Regions from separate parts of the Zea mays genome. Here region 2 is linked to region 1. Evidence: chromatin contacts called from public Hi-C data. All regions are on one chromosome and are shown on one strand. The core of a region is the stretch at or near the end of the contact, and the rest is flanking DNA. Distances in the headings are between cores, read along the strand shown. Region 1 holds the start of LOC100280778. Region 2 holds the start of LOC103633052 (protein DETOXIFICATION 49).

Region 1 (6,142 bases), core at 1,788-4,287:
GTGACAGCCGTTTCCTTAACCGTATCCAGCCCGCAGGCGTTTCCAGTTTCCGCACGCCTTCCTTCGTCCCCCTCCCCCTGCCTCCGGTACTCCGGGTCGGGGGAGTGGGGACCAGCTGCTAAGCACGACGGGAATTCTCGATCGGGTTGATGCGGATCCATCGTAGCGCCCGCTGAAGGAAGGGCCCACAGGCCACAGCCTGAGGCTGACGGGACGGGAGGGACTGCTTGATTTTTCTGTCCATCCCGTGTACTGCTTTCCGGCCGCCGTTTTCGCGTTGCCTTTCTCGTTCTTCTCTGCCTCCTGGGGCTTCCGGAGGCCGACCCTTTTTTTTCGTGGGCGGGGGGAGGCGACGCCGAGGCAGGCAGCTTCCGTGCAGTGGGTTTTTGGCTGCTGGCTGTTGTTGTCGCGCGCCCGTAGCGTGTTCCAGCTAACCGCTGCTTGATTTGTCCTGTCTGTACTAACTAAAAGGATAGACATGGATGACAACAGTTGTCTCGCCGTCTTGATGGGGGGGGGGGGGGGGGACAGTTTCTTTTCTAAGGAAAAAAATACTCCTATTTCGGTTCCGTGCTCGTACCGCTAGATTATTAGTGGCTGGTGATTCGTCCTTGCATTTTGGACAACCCTGCTCATCGGAAACCCCAACGTGCGGGCTAAACGTCGCATTGAAATCTGAATCTGCTACTTGTTTCGAACGAAGCGAAAGTGAAGGAGTTTTGGAGATTGAAAATTTTCCTATGTGGCCTTTGAAACAAATGATTGAGTTTCTATAAATTCTATAAAATTCATATGGAATGATTTATTGTAGTGGGATTTTACAAGATTTCTAATGTGTCATTCAGCCTCTGGAAACTTTCTATTGTGTTTATTTATCATCTTTGATTTCTATGTGTTTTTTCCTACGTTATATCCAAACGCTCTATTATTTTTTTGTGTTTTCACTTCTCGTAACAATGTAAGTGTCATGCAACTTTATTTGTATTTTTTTTCTATTCTCGTGTGTGTGTATATATATATATATACATATATATACATATATATATATATACACATATATATACATATATATATATATATATATATATATATATATATAACCAAGAAGTTAATTTTTTTAAAAATATATGCACTATTATTTATTATCTTACTCTTCAATACATTTTCACATTAAAGTTACTCAAATATATAACATATTATGTTGATTGTATGCTTACGAAGCAATTATAAACCATTAAAATTTTAATAGACTTTTAAGTTACAATTTTATTAGCAGGGCATACGTATAATAAGTTAGTTGCGTTCTAGGATTCACCGATATATTTGACAACCTAGTTGGTGTCGTCGTCTCCCTTCCTAGATTAAGGGTGCCTAAACCACCATCCTTTTTTTCGCCACAGGTGGTTCTAGCATATCGGCATCACACTGTTTCATCCCACACATGTTGACATCATAGAGATATTGCTGTTATTATTATTGTTGTTCTGGTGTTGATCGTCATAAACATGAGGAGCATAGTCGAACATGTCGTTAGTGCTGGTACGTGAGTATATACATCGACATGCTTTCCTTTCATAGTAATATATGTCTAATGGTAACAATCTATAATTCTATATCTATGAGCTATTATTAATTAAATATGGTAGATATGCTAGTGCGTATGATATGTGTTTTCTTCTTCACTAGTACCAGAGTCGTTTATACGGAGGTTTTTGTTTATGGTTTCGTATATAGGCAATATACCTTTTAGATTCAATCTTACCTTCTATAGCACAAGTAGTTCTGACCAATAATTTTAACTAATAACTTTTAACTAAACTATCAATATTTATATCCTTTGTTTCTGCTTTGCCGTTCATTAAAAAATATAAAGTAGAACCAAGATGTACCGAGTAAAATATAGAAAAAATATTAAAGAGTGAAGGAACGTACAATTTTTATTAGAACGTCTCTAAATTAGAATTTAGATTAGATACTGGGTTTTGGAATGCCCAAAGCCAACAACTTTTTTTTTATTGTGAAGACAGGTGCTCGGGAACAGGTTCAAGCTACCAACTTCCTCTGTTTGTGTCGCGTGCTCTGTTTTGGGGAGTCAGGGGGCATGCTCTGTTTTCCTTTTCCAAACTTGCTCTGTTTTCATTACCACTACAGTCCCAAAATTTGGCATGGGGAGCCAACTGGAAAAAGAAGAGAAATTCAAGGTATCAACGTCCTCAATTCTAGTAGCTCCACAGTGGCACATCGGCGACATTGGTGTAGCCGTCGTCTCCGAACGCCGGAACTGCGGACGGCAGCTCCATCAGCATTCCCTGCGCCATGCTCGCGTAGTATAGATCCCAGCTCATGTTATCGAACACGTCGAGCTGGAACGACGAGACCTCCGTGGCCGGTGACGACTCCTCGCCGTCAGTGGCAGCATCGTCGTCGGTGCCCGAGGTGGACGGCGTCGGCGATGTGGCCGAGCGCGCGTCGTCCCCGGCGGCCGCCTCGCGGCGCTGAAAGTCCTCCACGGCCTCGGCGACCGCACGGCGGACGTCGGCAAGGCTGGCGTACGAGGCGGGGACCGCGAGCAGCCACGCGGAGTCGGCGAAGTTGAGGCACGCGCTCGCGCCGGCGATGGCGAGCATGGCGGCGTCGTGCGCGCGCGCGGCGGCCTCGGCGGCGTCGAACGTGCCGAGCCAGAGCCTGCACCCGCGCCTCCCGGGCACGCGCACCTCGCACACCCACCGCCCGGCGCTGCCGCGGCGCCGGACGCCACGGAACACGGGGTGCCGCGTCTCGCGGAACTTGGTCCGCCCCGCGGGCCGCTTCGGCGGCGACGTCCACACGGTCTGGTGCTCCGGCGAGGTCGAGGTCGAGGCCGAGGCCGAGGCCGAAGTCCAGCTGCTCGCCGAGCCCGACGACTCGGCACTCATCTCCTTCTTGGTCGGACACATCTTTGTTCTGGATCACCTGTTGAACGATTTCTTAGCTCTCGAGTAGTAGAGTGGATGTTGTGGCTACCTTCGCTGCTGCTTGAATTGTGCTCGAGTGGTTTTTGCGATGCGATGGTAATGTCTAATTTTTTTAAAATACTAAAACAATTAATATTTTAGGACGGATGCTATTGGTATGGCGGAAGCGTAACCACAAGCTTCCGCTAACGGTTTTCATCTCTCGTAACTTATAGCGTTTTTGTGTGCGTCCAAAGGACGCTCTTGTTATTTATGTATAAAAATGGCACTTCCTCGGTCAAAAATGTGTTATTGAAAGATGCGTATTGGCTATTTTTCTACAATAAATTGGTTAAGTTAAAATAATATCAGTAACATTTATATCCTTGGAACATGTACTGTCTGAGTTGGGACCAGTGTATTTATATAACATGGTCTTCTTTGGTTAATCTTTTTAACCTGGTTTTGATTTTTCTAAAACGTAAAAGTCAATCATAAAGATTGACTTATACTAAAATCTATAACCAAAAACATCTTTTCTTCTAGTACAAATTTGATAGTATCTTACTTCTGCCTTTGACTTTCAACTACTTACAAAAAATTACACTTGTGCCACTAGTTATGAAAGATGCCAGTTCGTTGAGGGGATCGAGGAGTAAATCAATTCATTTCTCTTATAATCCTCTCCAACTCTGGAGAGGATGTGAGTTTTCAAACTCGCCCTCATAGATCGACCAACCGCTCGGCCCCGCCCTCTAGGGCGCTTGACTCACCTGACTTATCCTGGCGTAACGTGTCCTACAACGATGGCTGCAAGTTTTGTCCTAATGGCGGCACGACCTATCTTATAAAAGATGCAATTACCGTAGATATCATGTTTCGTGTTATAGACATATATATAGTGCTGAACAATATCTTCAATATTTTTCTTTAAAAAACGATTCGCACAACATCAAGTTGATTTGGATGACTACTATTAGTTTGGCAAACTAAAGGTCTTATTTGGAAGCAAGAGAGTTGAGAGTGATTAGGGCTAAAACACCTTATTATTTAAAACTGAATAGTAATAAAATTTAGCCACCTTAACCCCTCCAATCAACTTGCTCCTAAACCACGCTCCAGGCATAATCGTCAAACTCCCAAAACTGGAGGTGTCGCAGCTCGCGATGACGTCAGCATTTGTGAGCCGCAATACTGAAACCACCCACGGTATCGGTATCACAGAGCGGGCAGCAGCTGGGAGGCTCCCGCACCAGAACCGCGTGCGGCGAACGCGTCGCCGCAGTGTCCCGATACCACTTGCGCTTGACGCTTGCCACTCCTGCCCAAAACGACGAGGACGCCCGCTTGCTTGCTACGGACCGAGTCCGAGTTCCCGGGCAACCGGACAAAACGCCGCTTTTGAACAGCGGACGACCCTGCCTCCACAACCCGCACCGTCACGACCATGGGCGCGAGTCGGCGACCTGCAGGGCTCCGACCACTTGCTACTATTAGGGAGTGTTTGGTTTAAGGAATCACTACATCCAAATTGAGGTGGTGCATCATGGGTTCATTCCTCAAATTTGGTGGGATGAACATATTCCTCATATTAGTACTAACTAACTATAAGGAATGAGGTGGTGATGGATCAACTCATTCCATTCTACAAACCAAACAAAAATAGTGAGGAGTGAGAAGATGATGGACTAGCTCATTCCACAAACCAAACACCCTATTAGTATGCCGTGGTTGCTCGCGTCACGGCCTTCGAAACGGAACCCGGTTCGGTTGCACGCGCGAACGGTGACGGCACGGCCAACTGAAGCCAGCTGTGTCCTCTGTTGCTGGCATGTGGTTCCGCTCGTGGTAAAGACCTAGAGGATATTCTAGTCCAGTTGCCGCTTGGGGCGCCCAAGGGGGGAGGCATCGACCGCGACGGCGACGTCGCGGGAGGTGCGCGCGCGCAGCCTGAGCTTATCCACCCGCGCCGCGCACACGCGTTTCCGGTCTGGATCCGCCGTGGCGACTAAAAATACTATGGGGATTGGGGGAAGGCATTGGCGGTGGGAATATTCGAGTCAGGTCCTGCTCTTTTTTCCGGATGCTTTGAGTAGACGATGAAGGATGCTTTGAGTAGACGATGAAGGCCCTGTTTCAATTTTACGGGATAAACTTTAGCTATATAAATTGAAGTGCTAAAGTTTAGCTTCAATTATCACCATTGGCTCTTCTATTTAGATTACAAATGGCTAAAAATAGCTAAAAAAGCTGTTAAAATTTATCTCGCGAGATTAGAACAGGGCCGAAGTTTCGTTACGATTGCCGATTGGGATTGGGTAGACAACTGCAGAAGAAACACGCACAACTTAACGCCACCCCGACCGGAATCGAGACAGAAACGATCGTCTCAGGCGGCATAGGCTGTGATCAGAGGTGTTACAGCTGTACCGATCGACCCAGATGAACTTTTGTTGATTACCATGAATGAATGTGATTTACGGGTCTAAACAAAAAATAACTTTGCTCGTCGAGATCAAAATTCCGTACCTTTTTGTTTTGCTCTAAAATAGATGTCGCTGTAGTGTTCGTGTCGATCAGAGTTTCTTGAGTTTGATTAGATTCATTAGAAACATTAGCAAAATATCTTTAAATACTTTTGTTATAAAAATAGATTTAAATGTATATCGAATAACATCAATTATATGCTACATATATAGTTAAGTTGAAAATAGCTGACTTATTAGAAAGTGAGAAAGTCAATTATTTTAGAACAGAGATAATATACCCCCATCGTTTGATTCTTTGCCGGTGTGTGAAGTTGACTCTCCAAGTACCAACTCTTTCAACTCGGCGCGGCTAGATTACTCTAGTATTAATCATAATTCACATATATTAAGATAAGTTATATCTTAATCTATCTTAATACATGTGGATATAGTGGACCAAAATCTCGTAGCATCATTCGTATTATTGGGTCATGTCTCATGCATACTATACAGTTCCTATTGCATCCTTAGTAAGTGCAAAGGCTTCCTTCATTTTTTTATATACCATATTTTAGTTAAAAGTAAATTGACGGACAATAACTAAAATGTCGATGAGCATGCTCTGTTTTCATGTTTCGCAAACTTGTTCCATCTCATTACCAAAAGAAGTAACCGTTTTACACTGCCAAAATTAGGCGCCACAGGCCAAGCAAAGAAACGGAAAATTTCAGTCTCTAGTAG
Region 2 (6,142 bases), core at 1,062-3,561, 390 kb after region 1:
GTTCCGAAAGAAGATGTACCAGAGAGGCAATGTGACTTTGTTTCTTCTGTTTGGGACACAATAGGCATCAGGGAAACAAATAAGCTGAGTCTGAGACAGGGGCAGTACACCACTTAAGGCCAAAATATTCTTGTTCGCACATGGCAAAGATAATGACAGTTAAATCATACAGCATTAATAATGAAATCCTGTAGGATTAAACAAATGCGATTTCCACTAGTAGAGATCGGAACATTCAGGTCCCGGAGTCCATTTGGTCACTTTGAGTAGCAAAATTTTGTTTGGCAATTGTTCTGGAATCTAGTTGGAAATGCCTTTAATTTGTACAGCGGGACACTCACCCTTTTTCATTGTAAACTCTCCCTTCAGTCTTCAGTCTTCACTCTCACTCTCACTCTCGTTTAAAAGAGGGAAAAAGAAACTAACAATGGAGGGAGGTTGAAACTTTGTATTGCTACAAATCCCCCAAAAAGGTCGGTTAAAATTACAAAAAGGAAAAAAAACTAATAAAGAAAAAAGAAAACCTATATCTAATGAATCGAGGATGCAAATCATCCATGAATCGGGTCCTGGTTCCGTCGCCGCTAGACGCAATCACGCAATCCGCCACTATGAACAATGTGTTCCCGACCTCTGCTTTGGCCGCTTCTGCATGGCTTGTTTTGTCCTCGTCGACAATGCCGACGACGTCAAAGCCGTCGCCGCGCCCGCCGGTGAGCTGGCGGGCGCGCTCCGTCTGCTCCGCCCAGTCGGTGCCGAGCACGGCGCGCAGCATGAGCGCGGCGCAGACGAGCTGCGCGGCCAGCATGCCGCCCCACATCCCGCGGAAGTCCAGCCCGGGGGCCCAGAACGCCAGCGCCAGCGCCACGGGCATGCCCACGCCGTAGAACGCCGAGACGTTGATCCTCGCCGCCTTCCCGGGCCTCGCGCTGCCGCGCAGCACCCCGCAGCCGGCCGTCTGCGGGCAGTTCCCCAGTTCGGCCATGCCGAGCAGCGGTAGCGCTGCCGCCGCCAGCTTCAGGATGGCCTCGTCGGTGGTGAACATCCGTGCCCAGACGCCCCGCACGGACACGGCGAATGCGCAGGCCACGAGGCCGAGCGCGGCGCCCAGGCCGAGCCCGACGCGCGCGACGAGGCGCGCGCGCTCCGGCCTCCGGGCGCCCAGCTCGTGCCCGACTCGCGTGGACACGGCGCAGCCGAGCGAGTGCGGGAAGATGTATATCAGCGACGTGGTCTGTATGAGCACCCCCATGGAAGCCACCGCGGCCTTGGGGTCGATGAGCACGCCACAGAGGAGCACCATGATCTCGTACCACCACCACTCCAAGCAGACGGACATGCAGCTGTGCGCGCACAGCCTCACCAGGCTCCACCACTCCTTGGCGCCCTCCTCCTCCACCTCCTCGGCTGGTGGCGCCGCCACGGACGCGCCCTTCTTGGCGCCGTCATCGTCATGGGTGCCGTACATTCCGCGGAGGTAGACGTACGCCACGAGGAACAGCAAGAAGTTGAGGTTGGTCCAGACCCCGCCGAGCGCGACGCCACGGACGCCGAGGCCGAGGACGCTGACGAGGAGGAAGTTGATGGGCACGTGGAGGAGCAGCGCGGCGGCGGCGCCGTAGGTGAGCGGCAGCGTGACGGACTGCGCGCGCAGGTAGATACGGATCGGGTGGAGGAAGCACTGCAGCACGAGGTCGGGGAGGCAGCAGAGGATGTAGGCGTACGCCGTGGCCGCAATGTCAGGGTCCTGCCCCGCGGAGACGAGGACCCGGTTCATGGCCACCCAGAGCATGGCGATGGGCACGGACGCGGCCAGGAGCAGCAGAACAGTGCGCCGGAGTGCGGTGCGGAGGAGGTCCGTCCGCCCCGCGCCGAACGCCTGGCCGCAGACCGGGTCCATCCCGCCGGCGAGGCCGGAGAGGACGGAATAGCCGGTGATGTTGGCGAAGCCGAGCGCGAGGGAGCCGCCGGCGAGGGGCAGCTGGCCGAGGCGGCCGAGGAACACCATGGACACGAGGGAGCGCATGTAGAACAGGATCCCCGCGCCGGCCATTGGCCCGGTGAGGCAGAGGATGGCGGCCACCTCGGCGAGGACGCTGCCGGGCGCCGGCCTTGGGCGGTCGTGCAGCTTAGGGTAGCCCTTGGCCGTCGAGAGGAGCGGCCTGTGATGGCATTGCGCCGGCTCGGGGCACCGGCACGTCGCCATGGCGCTAGTCCGCGGCCTGCGCGTGAAGCGTCCGTGCCTGCCGCGGCCTCTGGTTTTTGCTGCAGAGGGGCCACACGTCTGTGTGCTGTTGTGGTGGCATCGACGGGAGCTGGCATTGCCAGTGTTTATATAGATGCTTGCAGGCTTGCAGCGTATGACATTCTTATCTTTTGGATTTTCCATGGGCCCAACGGGAAAATGGTTCATTGTAAATCGAGGAGATTGCTCGCTTGGCCCACAGGGCAGAGTGATCCAGCTAGGACGCAATAAGGACACGACAAACTCTAAACTTGTTGCTACTAGTAACGTGTGAAAAAGAAAAGAAGAGGTCCGTACCGACTAGGACTAGCAGTACAAAAAACACCGTGCATGTACTCTACTCGAATACACCAAAGCTGCAAAGCATTATCTCAACTAATTCATCAGCGCGACTTGATGTCGCACGTGCAAAAAAAGAGGGGTTTTGTGACGATAGCAACAAAAACTGTTGTCCATGTACTGCTTTCCTCGGTTCTTAAAGCTTCAATCGAACTCAGCGCCTCCATTATGCTACGTGACGATTAGCAATCGCACTCCAAAGCTGAGCCCCATTGGTGTATGCATGAAAACGGTCGGTGACCAGAACTATTCCCATTTTCATATTTTTTTTCTAAAAAAAGTAAAAGAAACGATAGCTTCAGAAACAGAAACGACATTATTAATTCGAAATCATCGAAAATAGAAATTCGATACAAAAAATACACCGGTCAGGATCAAAATCTAAAATACGATCAGTAATAATTGTAACATATACTCACAGTTGACTTAAAATAATTCACACAAGTCATACATCCATATAGAAATTAGTAATAATATATAAATAGTCATAAATTCGTAAAGGATGAAAGCATAATTCACACAGTATTAAAGTAATACATCATTCACAGAAACAAGCGATTAGCACTGAGCACACATACATATAGTTAGGAATCCATAACTCGGTACCTCACAAAACACGAAACTATTCGATTGAAAACACATCAATATGTGTATGATGACAATATCACACATCAAACTATAGAGCATAGAACAAGCATATAACTTGACCCATCATAATATAAGTAATAATGTATAAAACATTAAAACACAAAGTAAGGATGTCACATTCAATATAAGATAATGTACAAGTAACGAAATCATCATATAATTAGATAAAGCACTAGCGAACATAGTAGCATATGGCTATAAAATCAATATGTGTATGATGACATGTCACCTACATTCTTATTATACTCTACTATTTGACGTAATCAACATAATTGGTGTCCTCCTGATAAGTATCATGCGAACTATGAATATATGTACCGAGAGTAACAATTAGTAAGAAACTATAAATAAGAGCAATAAAAGTTTCAAATAAATCTAAACTTTGTGCCATTATATAGACCTTGATTTTAGAAAAATAACAAAATTATTTTCATTTTTTTAAGTTAAGATGAATTTATTATAAATTTACAAAGATTAATTTAAGATTTAATATTTTTTCTAAAAAACCAAATTGTTATAGGTAGAAAATATCGAATAAATATAGTAAATTTTAAAAACGGTAGAGAGAAACTAAAACTGTTTTCGTTCATGTTCTCGATTTTTTCTACCGATTTCGTTTTCGTATCTCTGTAACTGTTTTTGTTTTCTCCTAGTCCTAAATTTCGATAAACTTTTAAAATAATTATTGGTACCAACTAAGTTTATACAAAATACTTCATATGTTATAATAAAATTAATATAAAAATAACTAATTTTTTATTAAAATGTACTAATATTTATGATTCGCAATAAGTATCATTATATACAAATACTCCATCTGTTATAATTATAAGTATTAATTTTATATCCTATCATAATGTATATTTATATAGACATCAAGAGCTAATCATGTATTTGTAAAAGCTAAAAAGTTTTATAATTTAGAATAAAGAAATTTTTAAAAAATAAATTTTATAGTACACTATATTTTTTAACTAATATATTATAAAATACAAATGTTGAAACTTTTCTCTGCACTAGTAAAAATGCTCTTCCAAGACCGAGATGATGACAGTCGACAACAAGGTGTCAGTGCCAGCACATTGGAAGGGTTCCTACCAGGACTCCATCAACCATGGTGTCGCTTGCAACCGCAAGCTTATTGGCGCCAGGTTCTTCAACAGGAACATGCTGCTCAGCAACCCGATCGTGGTGGACACCAATCAAACGCTCGACACCGAGGGCCACGACATCACACGCTCGACACCGAGGGCCACGACATCACATGCTCTCTGCCGTGGGCAGCTTCGAGCCCTATGCCTGCCTCTTCATCTATACCACTAGCACTACCAATGGTGGTGTCCCACCTATGACAGTTGCTAGTTGGCGAAGTGCATCGCCGCTGCCCTTGCGGGTTTCGAGTCCATCCATGACAATACTGACTTTATCTCCATCTTCTTTGGCCAGGATGCACCCCTCGTCGACGGACAACACCAAGTCTCTTCTACGAGCCCGTCACGCGCACTCGGCTGCCTCCACATAGCCATCCACGTCATCTCCGTCGTATGCTTCACCGACAACTCTGGCCACTACGACGACATCATCGTCAACGCTGCGCCATGGGTTCACCATTATCGCCGCTGCCACTGTCCACAGGAACTTCCCCCAATGTCGTCACCCTCGGTAACATCGTGCACCTGAATGGGACAAGCCTCGAGTCCCCCACACTGCACTCCAGTGTGCTCTACCCTGATGGTCGACATCGCGCGCGCCACCTCTAACCCGTATGCCACCGCCAACTGTGGTCTCGGCACCGTTGACCATGTGAGTGGATTGTGGGGGGAGCGTGATTGATGAGGGATAGGGATGGCAATGGGTCGGGTTTGGATCGGGTAGAGTAAATACCCACTCGCGACCATACCCGCGGGGATTATCTATATCCGCCCATTACTATACCCATAGGTAAAATTTTGTACCTGTGTCCGTACCTATCGGGTATCGGACGGATATCGGGTACCCATCGGGTATAGCAGTTTGGTGCATTCTCCCTAAATGAAGTCTAGTGCATTTCTGAGTGTCGCACATCACCATGATCACCGGAGGCACATAATGTTGTTGCACATTGAAGTCGTGCAGATATAGCCCTAGATGTGTGTTGCTACTTTTTTTTGGTGATAAACTTCCAATTCGTCGGGATCAGAGAGTAGCTAGCATAGTCGTCTGGTGTAGTAACACTCTCCTAGCTCGAGTACTTGTACTAGCTAGCACTAGTACTATGTACTATCACTTTATCAAACGTACTGGCATTAGTAATAGAACCAGATGAGAATAATTAGCACACAGGGAGGGATGGCAGTAGGATGAGCTGCCAAGGATGGACAGCTAGCTAGTGTACTGGCAGGTCGAAAATCTAAAATCACTATTTTCGGATATTCGTTAGGTACTCGCGGGTAAGAAATCAAATCCGTACCCGACACGATTTTACTACAGGTCAGGTTCGGGCAAGACATGCGGGTCAAATTTCGTGCTCGTACCCGTACCCGATATCCGAACCCGTGGGTAAAATTGTCATCCCTAATGAGGGAGGGATGATCCAAATAAGCTAGACCATTAGATTTGAGTGAGTAAGACAAAGAAAAGACTTAAACTGATCTCGTCCCTTGCTTTAAAAGGTGAGATGGTTCTGGGTGCTTTTGTTTGTGTAGCTGTTGCAATGTTTAAAGTGGTGCTTTATATAAGGTACTCCATTCATTCATAAATATATGACACCATTGACTTTTAAAAAAAACTTTGACCACTTGTCGTATTCAAAAAATAATGAGTTATCATTTTATATTTTTGTGATTTGTTTTATCACTTGAGATAGTTTTTGCTTAACTTAAAATTTATATTTTTGAATAAATATTTTGAATAAGACGTGTGGTTAAAGTT

The links. Hi-C and Micro-C count contacts between places; a contact is called where the count stands out from the background.
Region 2: a Hi-C map of endosperm shows a contact between it and region 1, with 2.4 times the contacts expected there. The contact joins the promoter of LOC103633052 here to the promoter of LOC100280778 in region 1. A contact is called at or near these places in 4 of 25 Hi-C or Micro-C datasets (bundle sheath, ear, endosperm and 1 more).

What each region holds. Positions count from the first base shown.
Region 1 is chr7:147,255,642-147,261,783 of Zm-B73-REFERENCE-NAM-5.0, forward strand. LOC100280778 reads right to left here and starts at 3,038. Exons shown (of 1, transcript XM_020541212.3): 1 at 2,101-3,038. The coding sequence starts at 2,936. The coding sequence ends at 2,220. LOC103633049 (dehydration-responsive element-binding protein 1A) reads right to left here. Exons shown (of 1, transcript XM_008654734.4): 1 at 6,003-6,142. The coding sequence ends at 6,136.
Region 2 is chr7:147,650,016-147,656,157 of Zm-B73-REFERENCE-NAM-5.0, forward strand. LOC103633052 (protein DETOXIFICATION 49) reads right to left here and starts at 2,312. Exons shown (of 1, transcript XM_008654737.4): 1 at 276-2,312. The coding sequence starts at 2,206. The coding sequence ends at 485.